Regions from separate parts of the Zea mays genome. Here regions 1 and 3 are each linked to region 2. The links are chromatin contacts, called in public Hi-C maps. All regions are on one chromosome and are shown on one strand. The core of a region is the stretch at or near the end of the contact, and the rest is flanking DNA. Distances in the headings are between cores, read along the strand shown.

The links. Hi-C and Micro-C count contacts between places; a contact is called where the count stands out from the background.
Region 1: a contact with region 2 is called in a Hi-C map of ear, with 5 times the contacts expected there. The contact joins the enhancer-like site here to the promoter of LOC100281931 in region 2. A contact is called at or near these places in 3 of 25 Hi-C or Micro-C datasets (ear, endosperm and tassel).
Region 3: a contact with region 2 is called in a Hi-C map of tassel, with 6 times the contacts expected there. The contact joins the promoter of LOC100272523 here to the promoter of LOC100281931 in region 2. A contact is called at or near these places in 2 of 25 Hi-C or Micro-C datasets (ear and tassel).

What each region holds. Positions count from the first base shown.
Region 1 is chr4:85,395,993-85,400,017 of Zm-B73-REFERENCE-NAM-5.0, reverse strand. No RefSeq gene overlaps it. Among protein-coding and RNA genes, the nearest start is that of LOC111591393, 14 kb to the right of the region's middle. Within about 2 kb of position 2,112, at least 18 of the 20 cell types and tissues checked have an H3K27ac peak or open chromatin away from gene starts, as enhancers often do. A contact at or near this core is called in ear, endosperm and tassel, where this site is marked.
Region 2 is chr4:85,711,890-85,716,032 of Zm-B73-REFERENCE-NAM-5.0, reverse strand. LOC100281931 (ATP-dependent Clp protease adaptor protein ClpS containing protein) reads left to right here and starts at 2,187. Exons shown (of 3, transcript NM_001154850.1): 1 at 2,187-2,332; 2 at 3,575-3,722. The coding sequence starts at 2,260.
Region 3 is chr4:85,977,113-85,981,366 of Zm-B73-REFERENCE-NAM-5.0, reverse strand. LOC100272523 (GDT1-like protein 4) reads left to right here and starts at 1,937. Exons shown (of 12, transcript NM_001365868.1): 1 at 1,937-2,179; 2 at 2,286-2,354; 3 at 3,159-3,218; 4 at 3,320-3,367; 5 at 4,160-4,248. The coding sequence starts at 2,159. LOC103655381 reads right to left here and starts at 1,630. Exons shown (of 5, transcript XM_020552113.2): 1 at 1,522-1,630; 2 at 1,180-1,321; 3 at 737-876; 4 at 518-654; 5 at 125-424. The coding sequence starts at 1,630. The coding sequence ends at 251. It overlaps LOC109946030 (a long non-coding RNA gene), which reads left to right and starts at 2,361. Exons shown (of 2, transcript XR_002269124.1): 1 at 2,361-2,629; 2 at 2,728-3,019.

The sequences.
Region 1 (4,025 bases), core at 863-3,362, 320 kb after region 2:
ATGTGGAATGCCACAAGTAATGAGAAAAAAACGGAGGACATCCATCATATATATTCATAAGAAGAAGAGATGAAGAAAAGGATAGACATTGGTCTTCAATGTAATGTGACTTGGAAACAGTTTAGAGCTCGTTACTATACTCGTTACTATACTCACATAAGCAAAAATAAAAATAAAAATAAAACATGTAGACAAGTTTAGAGCTCGTTAGTCGTTACTATATACTCCTTCTAAATGCAGATACCGTCTCCACTCCCACTCACCCGGGCAGACGCAGGTGTGTCGTAGAAATGCATGTTATTGACTGGCAGGACGCCGCCCGCCGGGATCGCGCGCGGCGCCGCACTTTAGCTTGGTTGCCATACATGAATGGACGCTTGTGGCCAGATGGCGAGCTGTTGAGTGCTGATGCCTGATGCGCCTGTTATTTGGCCGTCGACCATGCATTATGGGATCGATCGATCGAGGGACAGACAGGTCCAAGAATCGATTCTTTAATTCGTGCCCACTGCACGCGTACGTTTCGGTCGACGACGACGGACTTTGTGAAAGTACACACGACTAGCTTCGCTTATGATTCTGCTTCTTCTTCTTCTGGATTTGTCACCACGTAGCTAGCTGAGAGAGAACACTCCACGCGTGTGTCCAATAACCATAGCGATCTGCAGTATCATCATCATCATGCCTCGCGGGATCGGGTTTTCGGAACGCGCTAGCTTCTGCGTCCGTCGCCGTCTGTCAAAAACGATGCTGCCTTTGCATCGCATGCAGTGTCGACAGCAAGCCCCCAGTCGTGTCCAGTCCAGGTGTGTGGCGGAGTACCAATAATGCTCGTGCCCCTGGGGACCCGTACACGTACTCCATCCACCACCACCACATCGATCGATCCGGAGTCTTAGAACTTGAGCGCGTCCCAAAAGGTCCAAAAGTGCAAGAGCTAGCGCGCACGCCTTTTGTCTGCAACCACGCCGGCCGGGTCTCCGAGGTAAAGCTACAGTATTGCTGTGCTGCTGGCCGCGGGCCGGCGGCGTCGCGTCACCGTCGGTCTTCGTCGCGCGCGCTCAGCGAAATCGGTCCAGTGACGAGTACAAATGTGACAGGGCGGCCGCTGCGAGCGAGCGAGTGAGTGCAGCAGTCGTAGGCAAGGCAGCAGAGACGAGACGACGGGCAACCAACGACGTATGACACGGCGGGTCGGTCATCATGCATGCATGCATGCATGCATGGCCTCTGTCGATCGCTACGATACGATGTCGTCCTTCCGCCACGCGGAACACATGCGCATATATTATGCGTTGTACTCTCATGCACGGGACGCCAGGTTGCGGTCCCCCTCGAGTGATCGAGCGAGCGATTCATGTACGAACGGGGGTAGGGGTAGTACGTAGTAGTCGTCGTAGGCCGGAGGGAGGGAGGGAGGACGACGACGACGCAACGGCACACGGCAGCATGCATGCATGCATGTCATGTCTGGAAAAGCGGAAAGGCGAGACGAGGAGCAAGAAAGAGCACGCGCGCATTTGTGTGTCGTTCTGGACACGTACGTACGGACGTTTACTCTCCGGCGGGCGGCGGCAACCGGCCAGGAGTAGCTAGCTACTATATATCTCGTGTTGCTGGACGTGCGTGGATGTATACGGGCGCTGGTGACCAACTCGCTCGAGGCGCCAAAGAGAATGACACTAGCTCCACTCTCGTTAAGCTCTCTATTAATTACTGAAAAACACTCTGCTCGACACTGCATGCAACGGAATATATAAGCAATCACTGCCGGTCGGTCAGTTTACTTTGAAATTAATCAACACTACTGATGACATAACATACAGTATAACACTACCAGCTAGTTTGTGCCTTTAACCAACAATGATAGTGGTGGAATCAAGAGTAATAGGTACTAGGCTTTTAGTGACAGTATTACGATGAGATATTAACGCCAGCCAACAATATTGCTGATACTCGATGGGCTTAAAACTCTCCATGTGCATGCTGAGAAATCCACCTTCTCTCCTCTCGTCCCACCACACGCCACGTCCTCCTTTGGTCTCCCCCACCACATAATTAGGCCCATGCTCTAAAGCGTGTGGGCCCTATTGACGCTCCTCGTCCTCTCTTTCTCCATGGGCTTATTATGGGCCTTGGCGATGCTGCTCCCTGCAGCATGCGGTGGGCCTGGGTGCCAGTGCTACTGGTCCTAGCTCAGAACTACTGCGCGCGGCAGTACTGACTTGATCTGTGATTTGTTCTTCCTCCATGATTCATTTTCTGATTTGATCTATGATTTCTTCGTCCTCTGGTTCGATTTCTGATTTGATCTATGGTTTCTTCGTCCTCTGATTGGATCTATGATGTGACTGTTAAGTAACCCTAGTTAGGGTTATGTGGGCAAATACCGACTTTGCCCCTGAGGGGTCTCACATCTCTATATAAGGAACATGTACACCCCCTCATAATACAGAGAAGAGAAAGAGGCCAGAGGCCCAACCCTACATCATGTGTCTCGTGTGCTATCTGTCGTGCTTATGGGAAGGGATACGGGTCATCCACATCTTCTCGCGCCTAATCTGCTGACGGGAGGTAAGGGAGCGGATCTGGTGATCCGTGGTAACGTAGTTCTCAACACGTTATCAGCACGCTCTACCTCAACGTTGCTGCGGGATCAGATCTACATCAAATCTCCGTCACGCCGGCAGGTCTCTCGGCCTAGCCGAACTGTCCTACGCGACAGACTTCGATTCTCCTCGACGCAATCGAGTGGTATGTATTTCTAGTAGAGTGAATCTATTGTTCACGTTGAGGATCGAAGAAGAGAATCTCGTACTCCGATTAACAAAAAAAGCCGACCACCGTGTGCCAGCAGCTACGCCCGAGCCATAGTCGCACCGTGCCCCGGAGGCCGGTGCTACGCTGGCAGCTCCGCCCGCGTCGGAACCCATGTCGCGCTCGCGCCGGAAGCCACGTCTCACCCACGCCGGAGCTGTGTCGCTGCCAGTGGCGCGCCCTTAAATAGTCAGGCCCGCGCCCACGTCGAAACAGCACCTCACCGCGCTAGAGGTCACGCCAGGTGTCGCACCTGAGCCGGGCAGCACCAGCGACCGTCTGCCAGTCTCGCCCCTCTTCCTTGCGTGGAGACGCGGTCGAGAGGAGCAGTCGCGCCACCCATCCGTTTTCCCAGGCGCAGATGGTTGAGAAAAAAAACGGTCTCATCCGCGTTCCCACCCAGAAAAACTGGATCTTGACTCAGCGAGCATGCAGAGATTTGGTCGACACTTCTTTCGGCTCCCTCTATTAATAAGTAGTGCGACGGAGCAAAGAAATAAATAAAGAAAATGGCTGCCTTAGCTGGTTGGTTGAATAATTAAAAAAGGCCCCACCGTGCATGCCGCCAATCGTGCATGATGGATAGGGCTAGGCAGTTACGACGCCTACTGGCTTGATTCCTCTCTTATCGCAAGTGTTTGACTGATTAGTACTCAAAGAATGAAAGGAAAAATACTTTTCTTTTATACAGTTTTTCCTATATTTTATAGGAATAAATTTCTGTTGAATTAATACAGTTTTAAGTTGCATGCATGCTTCTATGTAGTAATATCTACCCTAAGCAATTATTTCCTATCGCAAATAATTTGTAAAAAAAATACATGCTTAAATATGGAAAAATGCCTTTTACACATGATGTGTTATGTTTGTGTATTAATTATGGTGTTCATTTTTTCTACATTAATAATTATTTCTCGTAGTAAATAATTAGCAGAAAATTATTAAAATATGTGTGTAGACTATACTGCACAGACTCAAATCGCTCTAAATATTTATGATGTCTTGAGCTTTTGGACTCACGTCGAGCGATTAAATTGTACAATGGGTACTCAGACACACCGATCAGGCTGCGTTAGTAATCGGCTGAGTTATGGCATTAGCTGAATATTGACTGCGCCCTGGCAACACGACGCAATATTTGTGTCGTTCGAACTTGGCTGCATCCTGTGATTGCTATGTCGTGCTCTCCATTAATCGGATCGCTCCCG
Region 2 (4,143 bases), core at 938-3,437:
CCTAAGGTTGGAAAGGTGCTGGTGCTCGACTCCTTGAACTTCGACCCTTCGACATATGCAACATTCCTCAGCATCTTAGAGCTGTAAGCCTTTTCTATGCATGCATACTTTTATCGATTAAAATTTGAGAATAACATGGTGATTCTATTTGAGATCACAGTGCTTATAGATTCTATAAGATGAGAGGTGGAAAGTACGACCTGTCGAAAAAACTCGTGCCACTAGACATCCATCATCACTGGCCGGTAAGTATGTGATTTTATGAATACATATCATACACAATGTTGCAACTAAATAACCAATCTCCCGTTATGTAGTGCCACAAGCAACCACAAGGATCGGTCCTATGTGGATTCTATGCGTGCGAGTTCATGAGAGTGAACGGACGATACATCACGAACCCTGACAAGGTATTATTAGTAATAGTTAAGTATGTATTTATGTCATTAAAGATGCAAATGTGTTATTATTGAGTATAAATAGATGATGTTTATAAAATTCCTTTACAGCAATTTCAACGAGGAAACCCGGAGAACTTGACCGAAGCTGCATTGTATGGCATAGTCGAGGACCTCTGCACATTCATATTGAAAGAGGTCATTCCCGCAGAAGGAAAATATCACGATGCTTCCGGAACATTAGCTTTGCCAGAGTTTAGAATACTAACAGAAATTAGTAGATTATCTCTTAGCCGAGATAGTTATTAGAGCTTAGGTGAAAACTTATGATGTATAGAATGCATGAAGGATATATGGTTGTAAACAGAATACTTTGATGTATATAAATGTATGATAGAATTTAATTTCATGTTGCTTTCAATATCAATATAGATCTATATATATATATGTTTGTGTGTGTGTAAATAAATATATATATAATTCAGTATTGTTTGAAATTTTGAAAAAAGGCGGGAAAACTTCCACTGGCGGCTGAATAAAGAAAACCGCCAGTGAAAAGTGCATTTCCACTGGCGGTTTGCTTTATAAAACCGCCAGTGGAAATGCATTTTCACTGGCGGTTTTCTTTATTCAGCCGCCAGTGGAAATGCACTTTTCACTGGCGGTTCCTTAAGAAAACCGCCAGTGAAAATGCACTTTTCACTGGCGGTTCCAAAATAACCGTCAGTGGAAATGCTGATTTCCACTGACCCCTAGCACTGGCGGTACTGAAAAACGCCAGTGTAAATATGTTTAGAACCGCCACTATAGAGCTTCTGTGTACTAGTGTTAATCTCATACTGGACAATCCATAAATGGCCTAGGTCCTTTAATGATTATATTTAACATAATATATTCTAAAAATCCTAGAAGTAATTACATTAGAGCAGCCCCAACCCTCCATGTCATCTAGTTTTTATATCATTAGTTTAGCTGCCACATAAACAATTTGGTGACATGACAAGGAAATTAATGAAAAAGAGGAGGAAACATATTCCCGCATGAGAAATTAGGTCTACACGCGCAACGAAGACCCACTATTTTGGCATTGGGGACGAGCACCCCGTTTCCATCTGTGGAGCCCACACGCCACACTCTTTCATAGGTCGCAGCTCACTGGTGGCACCGTCGCGTCCACATTTATTACGGTAGCACAACAAAAAATTAATGTTGGAACTTATAGTTTATATAAGTAATTTCTTAGTGAGGTGGCAGCTATAGAAATCACTTGGTAATTTTTAGGTTGTGACTGCCCTTAAGAACGAATGGAGTACTAGAATTTGAGAGTAACCAATGCAATCAAATTAATTGAGTGCAACAAACTACAATGAAACATTGTCTCACATTTAAATTTCATTAAAAACATATCTCAATGAGTTGTTTTCCATAAAATTTTAACAAATAACTTTATGAGTTTGAAAATTATTTGGATTTAATAAAATCCTTCTACATAAAGGAGTAACCAAAGTCCAAAGGACGATGAAACGAAAACCCCATTCGGCCATTGGAAGCTAGGGCTGTCGGTCTATTCCAGCCTCCACCAATTCCGAAGGGCACAATGGTAATTGAACCAAGGGCTTCCTCAAGTTTAGTGTTGGAACGGAGAAAAAAATCTGTAGAGATCAGTGGCCCAGAGGCCGGGACTGGGAACAGGTGGCGCTCCCGCAATCCCGCAGCGCCTACCAAACTACTGGGCCACAAATAATAGGGTCCCTACAAACCGCACGTCGACCGGCCCACGGAGCATCACCACCGCGGCAGCTAATCTCGGCCCCAAGATTCAGAATCACCGAGGCGCGGCGAGGCGACGGCGGTTGGCGACATGATGGCCTCGGTGCCCAGCCGTGTTGCGCTCTCCGCGGCGAGCCGCCTCCCGAATCTCCACGCCGTGGCAGGTTGTTCGTCTCCCTCGCTCCCGGTTCTGGCTCCCGTTTGCCAATTTGTTGGAATTTGGATGCGATTTTGTGAGTACGTAGTTACTAGTACTCTTTAGTACCTTTCAGTGGATAAGGTCGATGGGGCAAGTAGGATGCGTGCTGTCCACGGTGTTTCTGTGGAGGTAGAATTGTGGGGGATCCCACGGAGTATGAGAGCAGACAAGTACTCTTCCGCTTTTGCAATGGTTTTACGGTTACTGCCACCGCACATCTCATCTTGGAGTTGATTTTATTTGAGATTATGTTTGGTTGCTTGTATGTGAGAGTCACAATCTGCATAGGTGTATACAAAATAAGCTATTTTGATGTTATTAATCTGCATCTACATATACGCTCAAAATTATCGTATGTAGCTAGACAAGGCGGTGCCATCCAATCAAACTGATTGTGAACAGAGAATCCTTCTGTTTCCTGCTATGAAATGGCCGCCTTGTGTTGGCTAGAGGGCGAGGACCTGATGTGTGGTGAAATTGTTGCGTCTGTTCTAGTTAGTTGCAAGAACTAGTGTGCATGGTGAAGGTTAGGTGGTTCACTTCATTGGCATTTTCAATCAGCTATCTGTTAGTTTCTTGTTTTATTGCTTCAGTATGCCTTATTCATGGACTGTGTTTTGCACTACAGCTCTTCCCATTCTTTTAGTCCAGATAAATACATATTAACAACCGATTCCAACTACTCGTCTGCAACGGTAGTACACTAGCAATTGGGATATTGCCCAGTTGGTCCATTTACAGGAAAATAAATAGTCTGCAACGAAAGCTGAAATTTAAGACACACTTTATACTACTATTAAAGTAATATATGTGTTGCAGCTGCCTGCCATTCTCCACGGATGCATTATTCCTTGCTGGCCGTTACTAGTTGCTGATTATTCTTGATGTTCTTGAAAATCCCAAATGACTAAGATGATGATTGAATCCACCATATCATACCCTGACTTGAAATGCTTAGGAAATCTTGCTCTATCACCAACTAATCCTCAACCTTATAGTCCTGTTCAGCATGATCATGAGGCTATTACTCCACTTTTTTTCATATTGTTTTCAGCCTGGAGGCACAAATGTGCTATCTAGAACTGTGCTAACTATACGGTGACTTCAAATTTACATGGAAATACTGTTTGTCATGTCATAGGTCCATGATTACTCTTGCAGACTTGCTGGTATAACCTTTCGTGTCGATTTTCTTCATATTGTGCAGGAGATAGATCTTTCATTTACAAGAGAAGATGTCCAAGTCTTTCAATTCCTATGGCTCTGTCAGCAGCTGCGCCAGGCAAAGGTGGCGGTGTGCTTGATCGGCCAGTAGAGAAAATTACTCCTGGTCGTCAGTCCGAATTTGATGTGAAGTAAGTGTTATACACTATCACCTCTGTTTCAATTCCTAGTAAGTGTAACCTCCAGAACTGCGGGGATATGAGTTTTGTGTTTTCTGAATTACGGTCTTAGTTTGAAACAGCTGATCAATCACAAATACACCATTAAGTGGTTTCAAACAGATACAGAAGTTGTCAACTACTCTGCATTCGTTTCACTGTTGTTACTGGAAGAACACTTAAAATTTATTCGTGCACAAAAAGAATAACTGAAATATTCCATAGACACTGAAGGATCAGGAGTACTTCCAACTGAACTTGATGGCTGCACATCTATTTTCTTATTGCCATGTGCAAGTTCCTTCGCTTTTCCAGAATCTTGTTTTTTTATGTTCCCGTTGTCAACTGGGCCGCATCATAGAATCAACTGCAATGCTATTTTTTTTATTCTGTT
Region 3 (4,254 bases), core at 688-3,187, 270 kb before region 2:
GTCTACTGTCTCTCGTGCATCCAGCACGAACCATCGAGCTACAGTCGGTAACACCGTCCTACTCCAAAAAGCACCTTGAGGGGCAACCCCAGGTGCACGGTCGGACCCAAAACACCGACAGACAGAACGTTCCAAAATTCTCTAGCGTTATGCATAACTTGCTGTCACTTTACAACACCTAATGTCCCCATAAATTAAATGACAATTTCGTATGCTTGAGCATGCTGCATCAACCTGATAGGTGTTTGAATTAAGCAGTTATGAGGGTCCGCTCTGTGGAGGGTGACAGTTCAATCTCAAGTAGTGGATTCTTCTGAAACTCATTCCTCAGCTGCCCACAGGCTGCGTTAGCATCAAGCCCACGGGTCCGTCGAACGCTGACTGTTATCTTACGTGCTTCTAAAGCATCAACAAAGGCTTGGACCTAATTTGTAGTATAATAATGTAAATAAGATAAGTAACTGGTTACGAAATAATAGTTTATATTTGTTTATTATAGGACATAAAGCACACATACCACTTTTCTGTAAGGTCTCTTGTACTCGGAGCCTTCAATTGGGTTATAGGGAATCAGGTTCACATGGTAACCACCTCCACACATACGAAGTAGTTCTGCTAGCTCTACGGCATGCTCCTTTTCATCGTTAATCCCAGCTGGCCACGAAATCCACTCTAGCCATGTTAGTAATGTCGCTGAGTAATATTTTCTCCTGAAACAGATAGAATCATCTGATACCTAGCAGAGTGTACTCGAAGGATACCCTGCACCCAGTTTCAAGGAAGTAACTCTTGCAATCATCCATTAGTGCTCCCAAGGGGTAAGACTTGGTGCTAGGAACAATCGTCTCCCGCAGCTTCTGATTTGGGGCATGCAGACTGATTTCAAACACGACAGACTTGTCAACAACATATTACAGGGGGAAATGCTACATCTGCTTCTCGGTTCCTTATTATGTGTTGCTGCTCAACCAGAAGTTATGCAATCAAAGCCTTGAACCAATTATATTGTGGTGACCAGATATCATACTTAAGTGTATTAACAAATTACAAGCTAAAATAGGGCTCAGGTTTTGTGACCGGAGGATCTTCATAAGCAAAAAAATAAGAGGCCTGCAATATAGCATGGTGACTGACCGCCAGTGCTAATGGTATGTGATATTCAAATTCGTAATAACATACCTGACTGCCAGCGTTGACTGAAGCTTGTGAGATGCTAGCATTTTTATTGTATTTGGAACACCAACCGTAGATATTGTCATCATCCTTTGCCCAATTTTTAGTTCCTGACAGCATGAAATCCACACACTTGTTAAAGTTATAGCTTATATGGAGAGATACTTATGGTAAATTATCGCATCAAATTAATAGGATGAGAGGAATGTAGCCTAGTTACAAACACCTCCCCCGGCGAGCGCCTCCTTCCTCTCTCCCATGGGCCCACGCTCGAGCCGGGACCGCTTCGTCCACCGGCCGGTGCGCGCGCCATAAATTGATTCCACAAGCTTTGCGACTAGATCTGACGTTGGAGGCCACCACCGCCGCCTCCTCCCCGCGCCGCGGCCGCGGCAGTCGCCGCCGGGGCGGTCGTTTCCTCCCCGCGGCGGAGTGGAGGCTCCGCGCACAACCACATATACGGGGATGGAATAGAACGGAACGAAATTTTGCGGTGTCAACGTTGCCGACTCGCATGTGTTAGTTAAACAATGAGAAAAAAAAACAAGAGACAAGAAGGCCAAAACGAATCGACACGGACATGGCAAATGGTCTGCCATGCGCCGCCACCGCGCCACGGGCCACGCTCTCGCCTTCGCCCATTCCCGTCCGCTTCCCGAGGCCGCAGGATGCGGCATCGACGGCGCACGGCTCACAAGGATACCGGGCGCCGCCGGCCTCAGGTCACACCACACGAGCTCCGGTCACCTCCGATCCCGATACCGACCCAACCAACTCCCGACCCGTTTCCCAGTGAGCGCACCTGGCGCCGGCGCCTTTAAAAAAAAGGCGTCGCACGTGACGCCGACGCCCGTCCCGGATCCGACGGCCCCGCGCGCGCGTTCTCACCCGACCCTGCTCTTCGCCTCGGCTGCTCTACCAGTCTACCTCTACCCCGCGCCCCCTCCGAGATCGGAATCGCGGCGCCCCGCCGCCCTCCTCCGCCATGGCGCCGTCTCTGCTCGGGGTCACCTTTCCTCTTCCTCTCTCCCCTTCTTCTTCATTCAGGTGTGTTAATTAAGCAGAGGAAGTGGCTTGGCTTCTTGCTCATGGTTCTAGGTGCGTGCGTGCAGGGCTTCACCAAGTCGCTGGCCATGACGGTGCTCTCCGAGGTCGGGGACAAGACCTTCTTCGCCGCCGCGGTAGGCCTCCTTCCCCCATCCCCCTCACGTCGCCTGCTCTTGCTCCTGTCCTTTTGCTTGCCTTGCCTGCCTCTGCTTGCGTGCGCCGTTGCCCCGTGTGGTTGCGTAGACGGGCCGGGTGCACTCCCGCCAGATATTCGGCAGTATGCCGCCGCGGCGTGCCTCTTTGCTCGGCTGTTGGGTGGGAGGTAAATCGGTTCGGAGGACAATTTGCGGTGGCTCGATCCCGTCACGAGATCGTGCGGTAGCTGCAGATTCGCCGATAGAGCGAGCGGGTGAAGCGCCTTGCTGTCGAATTCTTGGCTCGATTCGCTTGTCTGTTTCTACTGCTGCTGAGCTGAGACGACTTTTTTTTATTAATTTTCTTATTAAGTAGTGACAAGCGAGCTGGTAGCTGTACTGCTGTAGATTGGGAGCTCGGATTTCTTTACGCTCCTCCGCCGGCCAAACTGATTGTGCGTTCGATTTGCTGCGGACACAAAATTTTCACCCAATTTCATCGTTGCGCGTGGGTTCCACGCATGTGGGCGTAGACTGTGCCTGCAGTTTCGTGTAGCTGATGCACTTGCCAAATTCGCGAACCTGCCATTTTGGTGCGGTCCTCTTCCACCAGAATTGTTTCAGCAGCGTACACCAGAATTGCGTCTTCGGAGGATGGGGGATTTGACAGGGTCTGGGCCTATCAAGACAAACATACCCCCTTTCTTTTCAATATTTTCGAATGCCTGCATTTACACGCTTCTTTTTTTTATGACCCTTGTTTCGAGCTCTGGAATTACTCATGCTCTATTTATTTTTTATTAGATATTGGCTATGCGCCATCCCAGGAAACTGGTCCTGGCAGGCTGTTTGACTGCACTAATAGTGAGTATATTCGAGATTTTACATGCTGACCTATGGTATCCTTTTTCTTTATCTGTTCATTTTTTAACAAATAGTTTAATTGATTTATTTACTAATTTTAGGTGATGACAGCTCTATCAGCTTCTCTAGGTTGGGTTGCACCAAATCTGGTAAGTTACTGTAATGACTTTTGGATGTTTACTATGTCAAGAAGGCAAAGAATTTATTTCTTTTGTGTGTCTCTGTTTGCTTTGAGGACTCAAGCATATGACACCAACATGGACATGGTTGTCAATGTATGCTATTTGAGGCATTCTCTATTCACTTTTAATTCGATCGAAAGACATACAATAATCAATCATGTGCTGATTGTATTGGCTTTGCATTAATCTGGTGCAGCTATAATCCTTTCATTGTATTCTTATTAAACTTCACAGCTATAATCCTTGCACATATCCACTATGGTAACAAAAATGCCCTTAAGTTATACTCCCTCCTTTCCAATTTATAATTCGTTTGACTTTTTTTACATCAATTTGACCAGCTCGTCTTATTCAAAAAATTTCCCAATTATTATTTACTATTACTATGATATCATTAAGCTTATAATATATTTTATGGCTTTGAATTTTTCATTTTTTTGCAATTTTTTTTAATAAGACGAGCCGGTCAAATTTGGTGTCAAAAAAAGTCAAACGAATTATAAATTGGAACAGAGGGAGTACATGGCAAGAAGATTTTAGTCAATGTGGCACACTTGTGAAGTATACAAACAATTATTTGCATTTTCCTCAACACTTGGGGGTGGACCTTAGTGCTAGCTGCACATTTTTTTTTATCATTTTTCTTGAACCATTCTATGGTTTCTAATTTTGCTTTTAGCTTATAGCGCGATTGCCTTGCCCAAAAGAATGCCTGACAGTTCTGCAAAATGCTATGACTGACTGTATTATGTTAAACAGATTTCACGTAAATGGACTCATCATGTGACCACTCTATTGTTCTTTGTATTTGGTATTTGGTCATTGTGGGAAGGCTTCAAGGAAGATGGGTATTG